2 separate regions of the Mus musculus genome follow, and region 2 is linked to region 1. Evidence: chromatin contacts called from public promoter capture Hi-C data. All regions are on one chromosome and are shown on one strand. The core of a region is the stretch at or near the end of the contact, and the rest is flanking DNA. Distances in the headings are between cores, read along the strand shown. Region 1 holds the start of Mdfi (MyoD family inhibitor). Region 2 holds the start of Treml1 (triggering receptor expressed on myeloid cells-like 1).

What was found. Promoter capture Hi-C pulls out the DNA fragments that hold promoters and counts their contacts.
Region 2: a promoter capture Hi-C map of the HPC-7 cell line shows a contact between it and region 1. The contact joins the promoter of Treml1 here to the promoter of Mdfi in region 1. A contact is called at or near these places in 2 of 39 promoter capture datasets (the HPC-7 cell line and hippocampal neurons), 2 of 115 datasets of contacts at active chromatin or transcription factors (bone marrow-derived macrophages and stem cell-derived neural progenitor cells) and 1 of 9 other capture datasets (embryonic stem cells).

Annotation. Positions count from the first base shown.
Region 1 is chr17:47,829,406-47,835,992 of GRCm38.p6, forward strand. It overlaps Mdfi (MyoD family inhibitor), which reads right to left and starts at 3,886. Exons shown (of 4, transcript NM_001276390.1): 1 at 3,539-3,886. The coding sequence starts at 3,614.
Region 2 is chr17:48,357,875-48,364,443 of GRCm38.p6, forward strand. Treml1 (triggering receptor expressed on myeloid cells-like 1) reads left to right here and starts at 2,042. Exons shown (of 6, transcript NM_001289457.1): 1 at 2,042-2,108; 2 at 2,261-2,593. The coding sequence starts at 2,063.

The DNA.
Region 1 (6,587 bases), core at 2,636-5,135:
TACTGGAAGGAAAAGGCAGAGTCAGGAAGACCCATTTGCTCTGCAGACGCTACCCCATGGACCTGAATCCCCAAGTCACGGGCTGGGAACAGTACTTCTGGGATAGGTGAGATGGAAGAGCCACAGATGGGCGGAGGACTTCCAGATCAAGAGGCTAAAGAGCCCAGTTTCCCTTCGGTGGTCAAAAGCCTCCCCTGTCTGGCCATGGAGAAGAGAGTATCTCTGAGGGACTCTTCTGAGGTGTGAGTGTAAGGGAGGGTGGGGGAAAGGCATAGTTGGCAAAGGCCACAAGGGACTGTAGGGGCATGCACAAAGGACCCACTGGACAGAGAGGGACTGATGTCTGCAGTTGGAGTTCTAGCAGGTGCCATCTGGTCACACAGTGACCTCAAACATGCCAGTGTCCTGCACCCCTGGTGAAATCCAGGCAGGATTCACTCAGACACATACTCATCCCTACACGGGCTGAGGTTCTGATCTGCGCGTCAGAGCTCTAGAAAGGAGTGGAAGTTACATATTTAAATCTACACACTGCACAGGAAAGTCAGGGAGACTCAGAGCAGTGGCAGGGATCTTGTGGATGCCCTTGGTCCGTTATCCATCAGATTGGGGGTGGGGGTGGTTCCTGGCCAGGAAGAAAGGGGAGAACCTCTTCCAGGTGGGATGGGTTCACTTCAAGCCTGGCCAGTTCCTGTCCTGGGACTCCAAGTTTAGGCCCCAGCACTGTCATTGCAGATAGTAGATCTGGGTTCCCTGCCCTTTGGGCTATGACCATCTCTCTAGAGAGAAGATCTGGACTTCTGGCCAGAGAGTGATGTCTGGAACCCCACATTTCACTCTCTGTCTGACCAGACATCCAAAGCCTCTGGTCACACATCTTCAATGATTGTACAAAGGTCTTGTGTTCCAGGCAGACTAGCTTATCCACACCCTTGGGCTATCACAGCAGCTTCTGGCCAGACTCCCTCTGTACATAGAGTTCCTCGTGACCATGCTGCCACCATCCTTCCTGGTCTAGCCACAACATCATATCTTTCTCCAGAAAGCTTCCCTGACCCCTGCGACATCAGTCCTTTGTCCAAACAGCCATGTTATACCCACAACTTGGCAATGAAGCGCTCCCTGCCTTCTGCAGACCAGGCCCTTGTCCGTCCATCCCCTTCCCTCTTGGTGGTCAGGATTTACCTCTGCACGTCTGTGACTGAGTGTTGGTACTCAGAATACCCCAGATAAGGGAAAGGAGAAAAGGGACCACATCAAGGACTAGGGGTGGCATCTGGCTTTGAACCCTAAAGAGACAAGAGAAGGTAGATTCTTCTGATGTCCATGTCACAAGTGTGGATTCACTAATCATAGACCCAGGCCACTGAGTGGAGGACTAGAGAGGGTCTGAGCTGCCACTTGGGCTCAATCCAGTTGTTTTAGGTCCAAAGGCTTCAATTTCCAGGAAATTAAGTTTAGACCCATAGGTAGAAATGTAACTTTCCAGTGCTGGGCAGAAATCTTGCGGGTTAGGGAGCCAGGCTCTTGGGGTGTCAGGAATGGGTGAGGTAGAGGCCAGTGCGGGAGTCAGAGTCTCAGTGCTTGGCCACCTGTCCTAACCAGAGCTGCCCCGAGTCCTCTTGTGCCCTGTCTGTAACTTGGATGCCTGAGAGAGGAGGCCATGTCACTCTCTGGCTATTGAGCCAGCAGCTTTTGCTCTAGGGGACAGTGTCATGGCCAACTGTTCTGTGGGCACACAGGGAGCAAGGGGGATTCTGGTCTCCAAAGTCAGGCAGGCGTCTGTGGGGTTTTGGCTGAGTCTCCTGCGGTTTGGGCTTCCTGGGTAGCAGGCAGAACAGAACAGGACAAGTGTTATAAAAGCTGCATTGTCTGGCCCAGTTCAGGCTGGGGAGGGGGCTTGCTGGAACTCTGGGGGCCTCAAATTACAGCCCAGGACTAAGCCTTCCCAGCAGCTCCCCCTGGACTCGGCAGCCTGTCCTGGGCACACTCCGCTCCCCTCCCTTGCCACTGGGTGGAGAGCAGGTCAGACGAGGGAGGGGATCTTGGAAGGAGACATTACGGGAGAGCGCAGAGACAAACGAATAAGGGAAGCAAACAAGCATGGAAACGTGGGGGTGGGGGAGAGGGAGGCAGAGAGAGAGAGAGAGAGAGAGAGAGAGAGAGAGAGAGAGAGGACACAAAGGCCTCCCAACCCCCTGCTCCCCACTGTCCTTCCAAGCTAAAGGGGCCTGGCCCTTGGAGGAGGGTATCCCTAGAATTCTAAGTTTTGAATCAAGACTCTACAGGCTCTACCAGAACAGGGTCTTAGGGCTGGTGAAGTCAGAACACAGACACATTAGACTCCACTGGCCAGGCATCACTCAGTTTTGGGAGACTTTCCACCTCTACAGTTGGGAGAGGCCAGGCCAGGTAGACAAGCAGCCAAGACCATCCCCCAAACAGAGAGACAAACTTGGGTGGCGGAGGCTCAGGGTAGGGGCGAGAGGTGGGGGTGGAGACCCAGGCCTAGAGCAGGAGAAAGAACGTGTCCAAGGCCATGATGGGAGTTTGAGGTCCAGGATGACCTTGGGTTTTCATTACTGACAGTGTTGGGGAAAGGAGAGGTTGGTTTTGGTGGGAGGAAGGCAGGGCCTCTGACTGAGCCCAAATAGGGGCTTAAGTCAGGAAACCTGGGCCTACACCTCTGCACCCTGGCCACTCTGACTCTGAACGAATCTGGATGTCCATATGAGCCTCTAGGAAACTCTAGACTGTGAGGGCCGGGGGTTGGAAGGCTAAATTGGCAGAGGTGCCCCCAGGGAACCACACTCTCTTCCTTAGTCTGTAGGCTCCTGGGGCAATCAGGGTAGTTTAGCCTCTGAGGTGGGGGAAGGGACATTTTACTACGTTGTAGATTGTGTGTGTGTGTGTGTGTGTGTGTGTGTGTGTGTGTGCCAGCGTGAGTCCCATATAGGGTAGGGTAGGGACTGACGGGAGGGAATTTCAGCTAGCAAGAAGGAGAGAAGGGGCCAGGTTCCTAACCACTAGTTGCTGAGACAAAAGTTTTCAAAGAGCGCTCCAGCTACATTCTGCTTAGTTTGGGGGAAGGGAAGAAGAGAGACTCAGACACTGCCCCCCCCTCCCTGCCACACACCCCGCCTAAGGCCCTCATAAATATTTACACACTGGGCAGAAATGGTTCGGCCACAAATCCCAATATTATGGGCAGACATCGCAGACATCACGGAGTGTGTGTGTGTGTGTGTGTGTGTGTGTGTGTGTGTGTGTGTAGCTGGGGCTAGGGGGAGTTGGAGCCAACTCTGCACAGCCATGGCCGCCTGCTCCGGGCCCTGCCTCCTCACCCTAGCCCTCTACTCCCCTCTTATCCCCTTGGACCTGGTCCCCAATACTGAGACTTCCCATCCCCACCCCCACCCAAGCTCCTGGGAGCCATCCGCCTGTACGTCTCCAAGAGGACCAACAACCCCACCCCCAAAACTTCTCTCAGCCTCCACACCACTCTGGTCTAACCTTCGATCTCCATTCCCGCTCCTACCTGGGTCCAGGGCAGCGCTGGGGACTCCATGAGGCGCGTCGCAGCGAGAAGGGCACTGACCGCTCACCTGGGACATCGGCCTGGGACCTGGAGAAAACAGCGCTCAGCGGGCGGGGCAGGCCTCCCTCGCGTGTGCGTGGGGAAACGGAGTGGGTGCCCTAGCGCATACTCGTGCAAGCTGCGCGCTGCTGGCCTAGGCAGGTCACCTCGTGGACCCCGCCATGCGACACCTGGGTGTCGCCCGCGCCCCCTCCCCGCTCACTCGCTCTTGGCTCCCATTCCAGCGCCAGCTCGCACCCACCGATCGCCCCTTCCTTCTTCCTTCTCTCGTTCCAGCCCCCTCGCTCCTCCCCTCTTCCCTGGCCCACCCCGTCCCCGCCCCCTCCTCGCTGTCTCAGCCCCCCTCAGGCGTCCCCTCCCCCGTGCGGGACTCGCTGCTGCCAGGGCAGGACACGTCTGTCCGCGGGGCGTCCGAGGCCTGAGCCCCCACAGGAAGCCAGCTCGTCTGGTTTCCTCCCCTCGCTCAGAGCCAGGATCTCCAGTCTCCCCAGATCTCCGCCTACCCAGGGCCGGGAGAACCTCGCGGCTTGCACAAGGGGCCGCATGTTTTCCTTCGGTCTTAAACTTTGTAAAAGTTTCCAGAATATCAAAAGAAAGAAGTCACAATCATCCTGGGACAATGGTCTGAATAGTAGTAGCCCTCAAATCGCGTTGTCCCGAAGATCAGAGCAATCTAGTTCTTTTGGTGCCCTTTGTTCAAGTCCTGGATTTCCATTTCGGAGCTGGGTGCCTGGAGTTAGGGGCTCAGTCCGTCAGAAACTGGCTCTCCGGGAAGCTGGGCTGGTGTCGCATCAGCCTCCTGGTCCCATAGCAGCCAAAAACACCCCCAAGGCCCGCCATCCCCGCCAGTGCCAGTTGGACACGGGAATTCATTTTAGACAGACTGCCCATCACCAGGCTGTCACTCCAACTTTCTCACACGAGGGTGAGTGTAGAAGGAATTGAGGAGAGGCCAGTCTGTTGATCCGGCTGGTATGGTAAGCTCTGGCTGTGCGGAGGAACTGTCACCAAAAAGTGGGGGGGGGGCTCGGAGACCCTCAGAGTGACCCCAGGAGCTTGTAGGCAGCCAGGTGGGGCTTGGCAGGTCCGTGGAGGTGATTCTCAGGTGAGAAGTCCCTCTGGGACTCACACTGGACCTGAGCTGCCTCCAAGCCCGGCGGCGTCTGGGTCCACACCACCAGAGCTAATTAGGGAGGCGGCGGCGCCAGGACACCTCCTCTCAGCCTGCGTTACAACCGAGAGGAAAGCTGGGACGCCAAAGATGGAGCTCCCCCTCGGTCGCCTCCCAGTCCTCGAAGTCACTACTTACAGCTCTTGTAGGTCTTCTGGGCGCCGTCGGGGCCGGGACCCGCGTGGCCCCCACGGCGCCCGCAGCTCTCTCACCGCCCTCGGCCACGTTCCGGGGATAGGCAGGGGTGGCTGCGCTGGGGGGAAAGTGGGACGGGAGGGAGTCCCGCCCTGGACGTCTAGATGCTCGCTGCGGGAGACTTGGCGCCCTAGAGCCTCGGAGGTCAGGCTGCTGTCTGGGGGCGTCGCAGAGTTTGGGAGCACTCCTCCTTCCTGGTAGCGGCTGAGTCACTGCGACGCGCCCGCGGGAGGGTTTGGCGGCTGCTGCATTCTTCCCGGCTTACCTGAGCCGGTAGGCCGGGCCTCACCTGCCTTCAAAAGCAGCTCCCCAGTCTCTCCTTAGCTTCAGCGCCCCGCCTTTTTAAGTTTTTCTGTTTCAGATCAGGGCCTCTGGGACTAACGCAATCCTTGAGCCTCTTTGTTTCTAGGTCGTCCAGGAGGATGTCAAAGCGCCCCACCCCCCCTACCCCGTCAGAAGTCTACCTTTACATCTGTGTGCAGAAACACCTTCACCTCATGCACGCTAGTCACACAGATGTGCCCCCTTTGAGGACACAGCAATCAGAAGAACTAGACAACAGCATTTGTGATACTGTACCAAGTATCACAAGGGTACTTGTGGTGCGGGAACTTCCTGTTGTTGGGACAACATGCAGTCCAGTGTGGCCACAAAGTCCTCTGTGATGAGCTGCTGCTCCTACTTCCCAAGCGCTCTGATTACTGGGCCCCACATCTGCTTTGAGGGGCTCTAGAGATGAGGTTTCCTGTATGCTGGGCCAGCACTCTTCCCACTGAGCTATCTTCCCACCATGAGCCTTTTGGTATGGTACCTAGTATTTGAAAAAGAAAAAAAAAGCAGCATTTTGGTAAGGAGGGATCAAGGTGACACAGAATCTCGTTGTGTCAACAAGCTGGCTTGAGCCTCCTGACCCTCTGGCCACAGCACCCTAGATGCTGGGATTACAGGTGAGCACCACTATGCCTTGCTTCATCGAGTTGTTTCTTATCATTATATTATTTTTGAGACAGGGTCTCACAATGTTGCCATGGCTGGCCTGGAACACACTATGTAGATCAGGCTAGCCTCAAACACTTGCTTTGCCTCCCAAGGGCTGGGAGGTGTATATCCCTAAGCCCCACTATTGCTAGTACTTTTAATTCTTAGAGTATTATATAAAATAATGAGTTTCATCATGTGTCATTCTTCCGACTCGTTCCCCTCCCCCACTGCCATCTCCTTTGCCCCCTTTAGCTGGTTGCCTCTTTCTTATATTTATTCCCAGACCCTTGCTCCTCTCTAGCTCCCTTCACATCTTTTTCTATCCCCTTTCCTGGAGTTTCATCACATGCATATGCATATCTGTAGATACATACACATACACGGCTGTACCCATATGTGTCATCTTAAACCAAGGCTCCACCTCTGAGAGAAGATGTGCAGTGTTTGTCTTTCTGAGCCTGCCTTGTTCTGCTTAACATAGTTTCCAGTTTTAGCCATTTCCCCCGCAAACATCACGGTTCCACGTTCCTCCAGGGCTGCATAGAATCCTATTGTATGTGTGAGCCAGATTTTCGAAATCCATTTATCCGTCAACGAGCATCAAGGGTGGTTGCTTCCTCTATGAACAGCACAGCAGTAAAC
Region 2 (6,569 bases), core at 792-3,291, 530 kb after region 1:
TTTTCAGAACAGTTATAGGCAGGGAAGAGGAGGGAGGGCAGGAGGGAATGAGGGAGGGAGGGGTAGAGAGTCATGGAGGGAGGAAAGGTCTTTGCCATTGTTTTCTGGAGCTCATCTTCTACACCAAGGCAACGTGTACTTCCCTGCACATAGCTCTCCTTCTGACAGACTGTTTTATCATGCATTCTGTCTGGTTCCCCAGTGCCCAACCCCCACCCCACCCCCAGGACAATTTGGAAGCCAGATGCTCCCTCCGTAGGCAGTGAATCTGGATCTTAAGAAACCCAAATAGACTTGCAGTTCAAGAAACAAGTGAGCTCTAGGGTTTTGAAATGGCCCCCACAGGCTCCTCTGCTTAAACACATAGGTGGTGCTGGTGGCAATGGGATATGGAATCTGAAGGAGTCACAGCAGACAGGCCCTGCTTCTACTCACCCCTTGCTTCCGGACTGCCTCCATGCTGTGGCCAGATACCCCATGCTTTTGTTGCCATGCCTGTCATAACAGGCCAGCATCCCCTAAGATGGTGAACCCCAATAAACTCAGAATTATTTTGTCAGTAATACACTGGCTCCTTGACACTTCTTCCTCTTTAGAAAGCGGCAGGGACAGAGAAAGAACCAGACAGACACCCTTATTGTGCAGTACAAATGTTCTTAGGAGGAAAGTGAAGGATACAAGTTTCTCTGGGTGTTTCTCAGTCTCTAGCTCCTGCGGGACGTCCAACGCTCGCCCATATCAAAGCACAAGGGCTTTGCGCGCACTGTCAGGACCATGTAGGAAGGTGGAAATATTCATGGACAACACAGTATCTGTGGCACCAAAGTAGTCTGCTTGCAGAAAAATAATGACACTTGAAAAATAAGAAAGAGAACTTCTAAATTAAAATTGTCAAGGAAAATTGGGTAAGAGAGACGGCACAATAGTTAATAGCATTTGCTGCCCTCACAGAGGACGCAGGCTCAGGTCCCACGTGGCAGTTTACAACTATCTGCAACCCCAGTTCCAGGGAATAAGGCACCTTCTCCTGATCTCATAAAGGCAAAACAATTACACATGTGAAATAAAAGTAAATAAATCTCTTTTTAAAAACGAGAGAGTGGAAAAGGGGGCTGGAGCTAAACCCACATTGGTACAGGGCTTGCTCACGTGCACACAGCCCAGGGTTCCATCTCCAGCAGCACAGAACCCCAGGTGGAGATGTAAGTCTGAAACTCCCACACTCGGGAGGTAGAGTCAGCGGACCAGAAGTTCAAGGTCACCCTTGGCTACCTAACAACTTTGAGGCTAGCCTGGGCTACATGAGACCCTATCTCCAAAAGGAAAATGAAGATCCTAGAAGGGGAGGAAGAAGAGTATGCAGATACTAGAAGCTTGATGGACTAAGAGATGAACAATGTGAAAGAAAAGTTATGAACACAGGAAGAACACGTAAGAAAGGGAAGATCCCTGCTGCCAGGTGATGGGTGGGTGCAGAACAGCAAGAGGAAAGAGTATGGTCTGTAGCCTCTGAAGAAAAATCATCCTTCCTGGATCTGAGGGGGTGGGTTTGAAAGACACAGGCAAAGACAGGTCCAGGGGTTTCTAGGGAAGAGGTTGTGGTGAGGGAGTGGGGGTCCCCTGGGAGCTGGGGTGGTATGTGTATAAGTAGAGTCAGGACAGGAGAATTACCCATAAAGACTTGAGAATCAGATGGCCCTGGGCCACATGGACAGCTCTTAAATTTTCTCCCTCATGGCTCTTTCTTCGGATCTGTGTAGGAGACTGAAGATTATCTCTCCTTATTCTCCTGCCCTCTGGTTGCTGGGTCCCCTCTCCATTCCCTTTGGTGGGGTATCAGACCCTCTTCTTCCAACCTCTCCCTCACTTGCCTACCGGTCTCTCGGGGCCTTCTGAACCTTGAGCCAAGAAATCTATGGAAAAGTTCCCTGCCCCAGTGTAACTGTCAGCCTCGATGGATAGCTGGAGCGCCCACGTGACTGTATGAGACAGATGTTTCCTGCCCCCAGGGGCCTGCAGTTTTAGAGAGGAGGCCATCCTCAGAACCTACTACTGCCCAGCCATGGACTGCTACCTGCTGCTGCTGCTGCTGCTCCTGGGACTAGCAGGTAAGGTGCAGATGTAGCCACGCCTCCTTCACCAGTATCACAGATGCCATAGCTACCCCCCTCTGGATCCCCAAGTCCCTATGTTGGGGAGTGGGCTAGGAACCATGCCTGCTTCTATCCAACCCTCACTCCCACATCTTTTCCTTCTGCAGGCCAAGGCTCAGCTGACAGTCATCCCGAGGTGCTACAGGCACCGGTGGGGTCATCCATTCTAGTGCAGTGCCACTACCGGCTCCAGGATGTGAGGGCTCTCAAGGTGTGGTGCCAGTTCTTGCAGGAAGGCTGCCACCCACTAGTGACCTCAGCGGTGGACCGAAGAGCTCCGGGAAACGGGCGCATATTCCTCACTGACCTGGGTGGGGGGCTCCTGCAGGTGGAAATGGTGACCCTGCAGGAGGAGGACACAGGGGAGTATGGTTGTGTGGTGGAGGGAGCGGCAGGACCCCAGACCCTGCATAGGGTCTCCCTGTTGGTTCTTCCACCAGGTGAGTTACCCTAAGCTGCCCCCACTGTAGGCAGGATGATCTGTGATGGGGGCTCTTTGGAGCTTTGGGGTATGGGGCCCACTAGGAAGGCGTTGGGGGTGAGATATCATTTTGACAGCTCGTCCTGGACTGAGTGGCAACGGAACTGTTTGGGAGGCTGGAGATAAGTAGCTAAGCAGCCACCTCTTCCTCTCTCTCTCTCTCTCTCTCTCTCTCTCTCTCTCTCTCTCTCTCTCTCTCTCTCTCCTTGACAGTAGCTTTCTGTCACAGCATATCCAAGGCCCCGTGTCTTCCTCCAACTCTCCTATACTATCTTTGTTTTACTTTACAGGAACTTCAAGCATATTAACAGAAATGAATTTTTGTGCCTTCCCCTGTGTGTGTGTGTGTGTGTGTGTGTGTGTGTGCCCATGTTAACACCCATACAGCCACAGAGGATGTCCTGTTCTATCATGGTCTACCTAATCACCTTGAGAGAGTGTCTCTCACTAAACCTGAAGCTCCCCACTTTGGGTAGACTGGCTGGCCATATAGGGGTTTGCCTATCTCTAGCTTCCAGCACTGGGGTTCCAGATGCAGCACTTTTATGTGGGTATGAGGGATCTGAACTCACGACCTTACCCTTGCCCACTGAGCCATTTCTCCAGCCCTGCCTTCCTTTCATGATTTAAAGTTATCTTAACATAGTTTAGTAAGGGCCTGACTGTAGGGTTAAGGGGTCCCGAGGCCACTCCACCACAGGGCTCGGGCACTTGGGGAGGTGGGATACGGGAGTTTTGACTGCCCTTATCCCACACAGGCGCCCGGTGAGTGTCAGGCTATGGAGAAGCTGTGGGACACTGCTCCGGGGGTAGGGGAGCGCAGCCTGAGGTTCTGGGAACAGCCAAAACTGGCTCTGGGGTCCCTGAACCTGCAAGGAGGCCAGGGCTGTCTGGTGCTCAGGCTCTTGGGCACTCAGGTGCTGCTGGGAGCCACAGAAGAGTTGAGAACAGAATGGGACCCACAGGCTGGATCTAGCCCAGGGCCCAAGGGGAAAGAGAGTCCTCCTGCTGGATCCCACAGGGATAGAGTCCTTGGTTTGTAGGCACCTAGCTTGGCTTGGTGGAAGCTGTGGCTGGGAACGCTGAGAGGCCTTCTGCGGGAGATTAGACGGCCTGTTCCATTGCTCCCCACTGTGGATCCCTATGAAAAGAGGCAGTCCATGGTTTTAAGACATTTATTGTCATGGCGGAAAGTGGATGAATAAAACCGTACCCCGCTTTCTCAGGGGTGGGCATGAAGTTAAATACCTTTTACAGGGAGGAGTGTCTGGGAAGGAGGGTTTATTGGCTAAGCCTCCAGGCCTTTAGGTACCTCATTAAAATGGAGATGTGTCTTGAGGCTACATGACCACAGGTCACGTCCTGTACCTGTGGAGGGGGCTTGGGACATTGCCCTTATGTGAGTAATGGACAAATCTATGGAGGGCTGCAGCCTCGCGTCAGGAGCCTAGTGTCTGGGAACCAGGAAAAATGCCTGCTGTTCCTCAGGGTCACGGGGTTTCCAACCTTAGCTCAACCGGGTACCAGGCTACCTTTCATGGTCCTACATCTGACCTACAGATGGGATCCGCTAGTTCCTGCTTTGGCCTTCAACTCATGCAGGATTCGTTTTTCTCTTTTAGAAGTTTCACTTTGTAGCCCAGACTGGTCTAGAACCCATTTATATAGTCCAGGCTGGCCTTGAACTCATGACCATCCTGATCCCATGAACTCGTCGTCTTCCTGAATGTAAGAATTATAGGTGTGCAATCCTGTGCCTGATTCCATTCAGTTTTTAAAATTGGAGGTTTTAAAAATTTTTTTTAAATAAAAAAACTAAGACTATTTAAATCTAATATATTTATACATTAATATTAAATACATTAATGTGTAAACTCATTAGGCAACCTTAATATAGAAAGCATATTGCTTTTGCAATATCCTCACAGCTCACGTCTTTTTAGGTGTTTATTAAAATAAAAATGCAATTTAAAAATAGATGTCTATTTTTAGGGGTCTGGAGAGATGGTGCAGTGGCTAACGGAGCTGGCTGTTTTCCAGAGGACCTAGATTTGATTCTCAGAATCCACCTAGCAGCTCAGAGTCTTCTGAAACTCCAGTTTCAGGGGACTCAATATCCTCTTCTGGCCCCCTTGGGCACCAGGCACACACGTTATGTACACACACATGCAGGCAAAACATGCAGACACATAACATAAAATAATGAAAAATGAACTAAAAAAAACTGCTCTGGAGGGAGAAGGCTGGAGGTGATGGATGCCTTTTAGATAACGGCACCTTTCATCTTTTGTGAGCTGTAACTTAGGTCTAATCCCTTACTGTAAAGTCATTCTCGTTATTTTATTTTATTTTTTGTTTTTCCTGGATGAGTAAGAGGGGTGGGTCAGAATGCTGTTGGTTCACGTTTACATTTACTCCACAGTGATTATTTAGAACTTCACCTGTGTCTGTCTGTCTGTCTGTCTGTCTGTCTATGTGTGTGTGGGGGGGTGGCTCTCGAGCACACGCATGTGCCACAGTGCATATGTAGAGGTAAGAAGACATTGGTGAGAGCTGATTCTCTCCTTCACCTTCTGGGCTCTGGAGTTTAAACTGAGGCTGTCAGGCTTGGCAGGGAGCCCCTGTACTTGCTGGCCCATGGCCATCCTTTCACACAGTAAGCGGATGCTGGCTAACATGAATCCTTCTCAGGATCCCGCATCCTTGACATGCTGAGGGTTTGCCTTGTTTTACTTTTTCCTCTTTCTTGTGCATGCATGGTCTACATACATGCTCTTAGATGCGTGCGTGCATGTATGCACGTGTGGATGTGGAGGAAAAGGTCGGTGCTGGACTTTTTGCTCTCCACTTTATTTTTGGAGACAGGGTCTCTCAGGGAACCTGGAGCTCTGCTGGGCTGGCTGGCCAATAAGTTACAGGGAGTCTCCTGTGTCCATCCATACCCTGTCCCAGCGCTGGAGCTACAGACGTGTGCTTTATGTCTGGCTTGTACACAGTGCTAGTGATCCAACTTTAGCTCTTCATGCATTCGTGGCAGGCTCTTTATCCACTGAGCCATTTCCCCAACCCCTTTTTAACTCTTAGAGACATGCTCTGTGTAACCCTGACTAATCTGAAACTCACACAGACCTCAGTGGCCTCAAACTTGATAAGATCCTCTGCATCCCAAATGCTGGGATCGCAGTTATGCTCTACTCTGCCTGATGCAACTCCAGGTTCTAACTCCATAAAAGACAGATGGTAACAATACCAGTCTGGCTGGGAGGGGTGATGGGGGAGGAAGGATGATGGAGCAAGTACCGGGAGCTCCTCTCACTGCAGTGGGGCAGGTGCTGCAGAAAAGGAATGCCCAGGCAGGCGGGTAGAGCATGTGGGTGCCCAGGGAGGGAATAGCCTGTCCCTCAGGCAAGCATTTAGTCTCAGAGGGTAGCTTAGTTAATTTTCTATTGGTGTGATGAGACATCAGCTTACAGGGTGGGAAAAAAAAAGTTTTTTTGGGGGGGGCTTACAGTTCTAGACAGAGTCCATGACTGTCATGGTGGTAAACAAGGCAGCAATCAAGAAGGCATGACACTGGAGCAGTAGCTGAGAGCTTACATCCTGACCCTTAAGCACAAGGCAGAGAGAGGGAGAGGGAGAGGGGGAGGGGAAAAGGGAGAGAGGGAGAGAGAGAGAGAGGAACATGGACCTTTGAAGCCTCAAAACCTACCCTGAGGAACACACCACCGTATCCTGCAGCCAACGTTAAGACACTGTAGGACTGGCAGAAGCTATCCCATTGGAACCCAGGTACTAGCTGGGTTATCAGAAAGATCATTGGGCCTTGCCTCCCATTAATGCTGAGCCAGAATCCTTGTAAATCCTGAGGGCAGCTCAGGATGGGATCCTATCAGCTTGAAGATGAGGTCACAGGGCCGCAGGTAGATGGGAGGAGG